2 separate regions of the Mus musculus genome follow, and region 1 is linked to region 2. The links are chromatin contacts, called in public Hi-C maps. All regions are on one chromosome and are shown on one strand. Each heading gives the region's core, a stretch centred on a gene start, on an enhancer-like site or on the middle of the called end of the contact. The rest is flanking DNA. Distances are from core to core; before and after follow the strand shown. Region 1 has its middle 4.8 kb from the start of 4933407I05Rik. Region 2 overlaps Arhgap20 (Rho GTPase activating protein 20).

The links. Hi-C and Micro-C count contacts between places; a contact is called where the count stands out from the background.
Region 1: a contact with region 2 is called in a Hi-C map of double positive thymocytes, with 2.5 times the contacts expected there. The contact joins two enhancer-like sites. A contact is called at or near these places in 1 of 15 datasets of contacts at CTCF or cohesin (stem cell-derived epiblast-like cells), 35 of 484 Hi-C or Micro-C datasets (CD4 T cells, CD8 T cells, the CH12 cell line and 19 more) and 2 of 115 datasets of contacts at active chromatin or transcription factors (astrocytes and thymic regulatory T cells).

What each region holds. Positions count from the first base shown.
Region 1 is chr9:51,907,532-51,911,766 of GRCm38.p6, reverse strand. No RefSeq gene overlaps it. Among named protein-coding and RNA genes, the nearest start is that of 4933407I05Rik, 4.8 kb to the left of the region's middle. Within about 2 kb of position 2,621, at least 34 of the 459 cell types and tissues checked have an H3K27ac peak or open chromatin away from gene starts, as enhancers often do. A contact at or near this core is called in granulosa cells, where this site is marked.
Region 2 is chr9:51,797,498-51,801,361 of GRCm38.p6, reverse strand. The region is part of intron 2 of Arhgap20 (Rho GTPase activating protein 20); the gene reads right to left. Among named protein-coding and RNA genes, the nearest start is that of Gm40520, 34 kb to the right of the region's middle. Within about 2 kb of position 2,026, at least 9 of the 459 cell types and tissues checked have an H3K27ac peak or open chromatin away from gene starts, as enhancers often do. A contact at or near this core is called in granulosa cells, where this site is marked.

The sequences.
Region 1 (4,235 bases), core at 1,372-3,871, 110 kb before region 2:
GCTGAACTGTGTCAGATGCCGAACTGCATCAGTAGAGGTTAATTTTTGTCCCTTTATTTGTTGATGCGGTTTATTGATTGCATTGATTGGCTTTTGTGCAATGGACTATCTTTGTATTTTTAGAATAACTCCTACTTGTTGGTGATGAATACTCATTTTTAATGTACAGACAAATTTCATTTTCTCTTTTAATTGTTTGGATTATCAGAACAATATTCATAAGGATGTTGCTTTGTACTTTTTTTTCTGACTTAAGTGGCCTTGTGGAATGAGTTAAAAATATCTTTTTCATTTTTGGGGGAAAAGCAGGGAGATTTGTAAAGGATTGGTCTTAGTCAAGAGTCTTATAGATTGGCACTAACGCCTATTATCCAGGAGAACTTCCGATGAGTTACTCAGTCTTCTTACCAGCTGTGGTCCATTTGGACTTTCCATTTCCTCACAGATTTCAGTAGGTATTGTGTTTCCAGGAAGTTTTCCATTTTATCTGGGCTGCTATATTTGTTAGTGTGTAATCGTTTAGAATGCTCTCTTAGCATTCTTAATTTCATAGAACTAGAAGTTACATTTCCAAAATGGGACCTCATATAATTGCAAAGCTTCTGTAAGGCAAAGGACACTGTCAATAGGATAAAACAGCAACCAACAGATTGTAAAAAAGAACTTTACTAACCCTACATCCGATAGAGGGCTAATATGCAATACATACAAAGAACTCAAGAACTTAGACTCCAGAGAAACAAATAATCCTATTAAAAATGGGGTACAGAGCTAAACAAAGAATTCTCAACTGAGGAATACCGAATGGCTGAGAAGAACCTAAAGAAATGTTCAACATCTTTAGTCATCAGGGGAATGCAAATCAAAACAACCCTGAGATTCCACCCCACACCAGTCAGAATGGCTAAGATCAAAAACTCAGGTGACAGCAGATGCTGGAGAGGATGTGGAGAAAGAGGAACACTCCTCCATTGCTGGTGGGATTGCAAGCTGGTACAACCACTCTGGAAATCAGTTTGGCAGTTCCTCAGAAAATTGGACATAGTACTACCTGAGGACCCAACAATACCAGTCCTAGGCATATACCCAGAAGATGCTCCAACATGTAATAAGGACACATGCTCCACTATGTTCATAGCAGCCTTATTTATAATAGCCAGAAGCTTGAAAGAACCCAGATGTTCCTCAACAAAGGAATAGATACAGGAAAAGTGGTACAATGGAGTAGTACTTAGCTATTCAAAACAATGAATTTATGAAATTCTTAGGCAAATGAGTCAACTAGAAAATATCATCCTGACTGGGGTAACCCAATCCCAAAAAACCCACATGATATGCACTCACTGATAAGTGGATATTAGCCCAGAAGCTCAGATTACCCAAGATACAATTTGCAAAACACATGAAATTTAAGAAGAAGGAAGACCAAAGTGTGGATACTTCAGTCCTTCTTAGAAGGGGGAACAAAATACCCATGGGAGGAGAAACAGAGACAAAGTGTGGAGCAGAGACTGAAGGAATGACCATCCCGAGATTTCTCCACCTGGGGATCCACCCCATATACAGTCACCAAACCCAGACACAAGTGCTTGCTGACAGGAGCTTGATATAGCTGTCTCCTGAGAGGCTCTGCCAGTGCCTGACAAATACAGAAGTGGATGTTCTCAGCTAAGCATTGGACTGAGCACAGGGTCTCCAATGGAAGAGCTAGAGAAAGGGTCCAAGGAGCTGAAGGAGCTTGCAGCCCCATAGGAGGAACAACAATATGAACCAACCAGTACCCCCAGAGCTCCCAGGGACTAAACCACCAACCAAAGAGCACATGGTGGGACTCATGGCTCCAGATGCCTATGCAGCAGAGGATGGCTTTGTAGGTCATCAATGGGAGGAGAGGCCCTTGGTCCTGTGAAGGCTTGATGCCCCAATGTAGGGGAATGCCAGGACCAGGAAGCAGGAGTGGGTGAATTGGTGAGCAGGGGGAAGGGGGATTTTTGATGGGAAATGAGGAAAGGGGATAGCATTTGAAATGTAAATAAAGAAAATATCTAATAAAAAAGTAATAAAAATAAAATAAAATGTTTTATTAAAAAATGTTACATTTCCATTAAAGCTTTTTAGGCAATCTAAGTCTCTTTTCTAATAGGGTCTGACATGGAGGCCATGGTAGCACCTTCAGAGGGAGAAATGTAGATAGCAATAATGATGCTCTGTGGTGACCGTGTATTGTCTGAAACTATGTCACCATATGCATTAATTTGTTCAATCCTCATGACAGCCTGTGGAGGTGGAGAACTCATTTTCCCATTGACAGAATCAATGGTCACTATTAGTGGGTAGTCTGCCCGCTGCTACACGCCAGCAAGCCAAATAAAGAAAGCCCTTGTAAGCAGATTTCTGATTTTAAATTCTAGCCTTGTGGAGTGGGAAGGCACACCTAACAGAGTTTTCCTTCTGTCATTGCTGTGTAGGGAGCCTGCTGGGCCTTAGGTACCTTTAACTGAAGCTCAAACCACTGAAAACAGACCTCGAATTTGGTTCATTGCTACAGTTTAAGTCTTGGGTTCTGGAGACTGAGTGATGGAAGATATGACCACCAGGTGGCAGTAGCACACACAGACTCTAGTGCTACTCTGACAGGTCTCATTTGTGGCACATACCTTACCACAGGAAAGTATCTGTGAGAGTCTACAGTTACTGCAGGGGCCACTGCGCAGAAAAGGGAACTCCCAAGGGAGGGGGTCAGAGACCCAGCTGAAATGTCAAGAGTCTGGGTCAGAGAGCTCAGCCGAGTGACAGAGGCTTCTGGGGTTTGTGGTTATCAGGTCTTTCTTATCTATGGTTTGTAGATGTTGGATGAAGCCTCCTGGGTTCTGCATAGTAGACAGGCTCCAAATGGCTAGATGTCTGCTTATTTAGACTATGACTAAAAACAACTGGATGTGTAAAAATCTGTGTTTAGTGCCAGAGCACTTTTGAGCTAACAGGTCTCAGCCTGCTGTGAAGAAGTAAACAGCCCAGAAGCCCATAGGCAGAGGCCACTGTAGCTCTTTTGTGTTATGCTTAGAAAGGTTCTAATTGCTAAGAGAGAACTGACCTACAGAACAGCCCACAGAAACCCACCGATAGCTGTATCAGCCTTGTCACCCACAGTCCTTAGGAGATGAAAGGCATCTTCAGAGGCTGCAAAAGAAAACAAAATCCAGAGATTACCTAATGCTGAATACAAATGCCAAGAAATTTAAGCAATAATGTTTAGTCAGAGCCCTGCTAGTCAAAAGTAAATAACTAAACAAACAATAATCTTGCTTTGGAGATTATTTCTCTTTCTACTAGTACGTGTGATTAATGGGCTAAGTCACTGGCCAGTACTTTATTTTTACAAACACACAAGGGGCTCATAATCACCACAGCAGAAAACACTCTCATTCTGTGCCAGGGGTTACGCTTTTCTGGGTGAGATCTGTAGTGATGCTGGTACATGGTCCTCAGTTAGTGGTCTATGGTAGTAAGTATACACATTTAGAATAAGCATTTTTATAGAATGTCTAATTGACAGAAGAAGGTCCAACCCACTGTGGGTGGTGCCATTCCCTAGGCAGGTGTTTCTGGGCTGTTTGAGGGAGCGAGGCAAGCATCTGCCTGAGTGAGCCAGTAAGCAGCCATGCTCGATGGTTTCGTCTGCAAGTTCCTATAGCAAATAATCATTTTTCATAGCAATTTGAAATTGCTGGCCACTCCCAAGCATTATCTTTATACAAAAGGATCCGCCCCAAGTTGGAAAAACAATAACAAAAATTGATCCGTGTCCTAGTTTCATTTCTGTGGCTGTGACAAAATATCATAACCAAAAGCAACTCAGAGGAGGGAAGGCTTGACTGCAGGAACTTGAAGAAGCAGCCATGGAGGAAGGCTGCTTACTGGCTCACTCAGGCAGATGCTTACCTCACTCCCTCAAACAGTCCAGAAACACCTGCCTAGGGAATGGTACCACTCACAGTGGGTTGGACCTTTGATGTCAATTAGCAATCAAGGCAACTCTGTCTGTACAGACATGCTCATGGATAAACTGACCTAGGGAACTGCTCAGTTGAGGCTTTCCCCTCAGCGGTCCCTTTAGGCTGTGTCAAGCAGATAGTTAAAGCTAACTAGGACCATCTTTCAGTTCAAGAAGTTCTTGATGTATGGTTTTGTTACTTACATCTTACCAAGAAGAGCCAGATGTTCACAATGATGAT
Region 2 (3,864 bases), core at 777-3,276:
AAGGAAAAATTAAATGATCATTCTTATGGTGATGCTTAAAATGTATTTGATAGGACATAATATTCATCAGAATCCATTTTAGGAAGGGAAGGCAAGCTTGCTCTCTCTCCTTTACTTCTGGGGAGATACCTGCTGATACCAGTCTCTCTGCTGTACTGCAGATCCTGACTAGAGAAATCAGAATCTGAGGAAGAGACAGAGAACGTTCACATCAGAGGGAAGCAGCACAGGGTTATGTTCATGGGTGGCCCAGTCTACGTAGAGTTCCACGGAAGCCACAAAAAATTACTCAAGCTAATAAGTGAATGTAGAAATACTTTAGAATATGATCACTATAAAAAGCCAAGTACATTTCTGTATATAGAGAACACACATTCAAAAGTGAAATAAAAATGTTATTTTTTGACTACAGTACTGTCAGTGAAAAGCTGTTCCTATTGTCTCAGGCCCAGTCTTATTGGAATTGCCAATCATCAGATTAACACATTTACATAGATGATTTTAGGGCCTGAAATAACCAGAAATATGGGGGGAACCCCATAACAGTGAAGCCGAGAGACTCACACACCTAGATTTGAAAAGGTTTCAGAGCTCTTATTACTGGGATAGTGTCATTTGGGCATGAATAGTATTGAGTACAGAAGAAGGTATGTCCAGGACACAGCAAAATGACTGTGTGACCAAGAAGGAAGGGAACTGAATACGGAGAGGGTTCTTTACGTGCAATAAACTTGAATACTGACTTTCATTGTAGATCATACATAGAAATGACCCAAAGTAGACCATATTTCTAAATGTAAGCATTGCTAAAATAAGGCACAAGAGGATTATCTTGACCTTACATTTAGCCTAAAAGAAAAATAAATAGATAAAAATAAACAAATAAAAAATGTTAATAATAAAAAACCAGAATACAGCACAAGGTTTAAAAAGAAACAAGCACTAAGCTGGACTTCATTAAAATTTACAATCTGTCTCTTTCAAGGACAGTGTTGTTGGGGGAAATCACCAGCTCTATGTTTAGAGGGGAGAATTCACAGGGCATGCACTGGGGCAAAGCTTAGCATACAGGTAACTCCATGGAGATCTGAAAACAGTCTACCAGCATTGAATCATGGGTAATAATGGTTCACATCTTCACGTGATCTTAAACTGCGGCTGGAGCTAGTGGGGAACGGGATCTGTAGTATTTCAGTGGCCATCATACTGGACAGTACAAACCATGGCATTTAACACTCATGACTCAACACTCCAAACAACTCAAGAATCAAGACATGTAAACTAGCATTCTACCAGAGAAGATACAGATATTCAATAAGCTGACGAGAAGATGCTCAACACCTTTAGTAACCAGATAGATCACAACTAAACCAACAGGAGATAAAATGGCATGATACAAAGAATACTCAACATTAAAAAGCTGGACCATACCTGGTGCTGACAAGGGTACGGTACACATGTAGCTCCTGGGAATATAAAGTGGTACAGCCACTCTGGTGTTTGTTTTGTTTTGTTTCTCTCTCTCTCTCTCTCTCTCTCTCTCTCTCTCTCTCTCTCTGTGTGTGTGTGTGTGTGTGTGTGTGTATGTGTGTGTTGGAATATATTCTTGCTGGGGAAGGAAGCAAGTGGAGGTCAGAATGCAATCTTCTGGAGTTAGTTCTCTCCTTCACCATGTGGGGTCCAGGTATCAAACCCAGGTTGTCAGCCTTGGTGGCAAGTGCCTTTACCCACCAAGCTGTTTTGCAGGCCCAAGGTCAACTTCTTTGGAAAATAAATTAACAGTTTAACTTACATCTAACTCAAAATCCAGATATTACACTTGTTGATACTTTAAAATGAAAGTACTGGAATACAAGGACTTGTAAACGCTGATAGATGGATGTATGAGGCAACAATAATTGGCTGTGTGCTAGAAATGCCTCTCCTATCTACCAGCAGTTAAAAAGGGGCGAGTGAAGGCGAACCCAGACTGCCATATGACTCAGCAGTAAAGAGCAGCACCGTACTTTTATCAATGTCTCAAAATAAAAACAAAACTCTGTGACATCGCACCAATCACTGATTATCTGCATGTGGGTGGAGGAACCACGAGAGGATAGGTTCAAAGGCACGCAGCCAACCTTTGGAGGTCACGCGTCTCTTTATTATTTGACTGTGGGGTTGGCTTCATGCTTGTACAGCAAATTAAAATTCATCATGTTGCAGGTATGTGTGCTTTATTACATACAGCTATTCAACAAATCTTAGCAAAATAACAACAACAAACCCCCAATAAAGCCCAAAGAAGAACACAGCAGAGAAGAGGAGAGAGCAACAAGGCTAAAGCTCACTTCTTAGAAAACACAAACAAAACAATGCCTTTGGCTAAACAAAGACGTCGGGAAATTATCAATATTGGGAACGAAAAGGGCATAGTGACAGTTCTGGCACACTTTAAAAACATCAAGGCATATTTTGCTTCAAAAATAAAATATTATGATTAAATTGAGGGCAAGGATGAAATGGACACAATCCTCCAAAGGCAAAAACCGACTCAGAGAAACAACCAAATGCTTAAATAATTCTGCATATTAACTATTCAAGAAATTAACATACTAATTTAAGACATTTCCAGACAAGAGAACACAACGCTTAAATAACATCACTGATAAATAGTAGCATTTTCCTACACCCTCAGAAAGAGGAGATGGCTTCTTTCCTCAGTTGGGGGGGGGGGGCGCACCATCACAGGGCTAAGACTGAGTGGCTTTCTCTAAGCTGCTCCCAAATCAAGTGGCCAGAGAAAAATATGAGAGCAAGCGGGAGTGGGTGTCCACCTTTACAGCCTCACTGCAGTGATGCCAGCCACTGCATTCTGCTAAAGCCGCTGGTGCTACAGGGCAGTCCTATGCAATGGCAATGACAAAGTCAGATGAGCCAGTGACTGCCAAGAGGCAGAAGTCACCAGGGGAGGGGCACTGCAGGAACCGGCTGACAAAAACAGACTAGAGATCCTACAGAAACCAATGTTCAGCTGGAAGACTCTTATCAGCAACCAATGTCCAGCCTCATCACTGAAAGGCTCCTATGTATTTCTCAGTGGTACAGCATACACTCCGATATTTTAAGAGGTGCCCAAATGTATTAAAGGGCATGAGTTAAATAGAAACAATTTTATACATGCAGATGAAACATTTTTCATAAAACTTAAAATGTTAAAAAATGTTTGTATATACCAAGAACTCAAGAAGTTAGACTCCAGAGAACCAAATAACCCTATTAAAAATGGGGTACAGAGCTAAACAAAGAATTCTCACCTGAGGAATACCAAAGGGCTGAGAAGCACCTAAAGAAATGTTCATCATCCTTAGTCATCAGGGAAATGCAAATCAAAACAATCCTGAGATTCCACCTCACACCAGTCAGAATGGCTAAAACTCAGGTGACAGCAGATGCTGGCGTGGATGTGGAGAAAAAGGAACACTCCTCCATTGTTGGTGGTACAACCACTCTGGAAATTAGTTTGACAGTTACTCGGAAAATTGGACATAGTACTACCTGAGGACTCAGCAATACCACTCCTAGGCATATATCCAGAAGATGCTCCAACATGTAAGAAGGACACATGCTCCACTATGTTCATAGCAGCCTTATTTATAATAGCCAGAAGCTGGAAAGAACCCAGATGTCCCTCAACAGAGGAATGGATACAGAAAATGTGGTACATTTACACAATGGAGTACTATTCAGCTATTAAAAATAATGAATTCATGAAATTCTTAGGCAAATGGATGGATCTTGAGGGTATCATCCTGAGTGAGGCAACCCAATCACAAAAGAACACACATGATATACACTCACTGATAATTGGATATTACCCCAGAA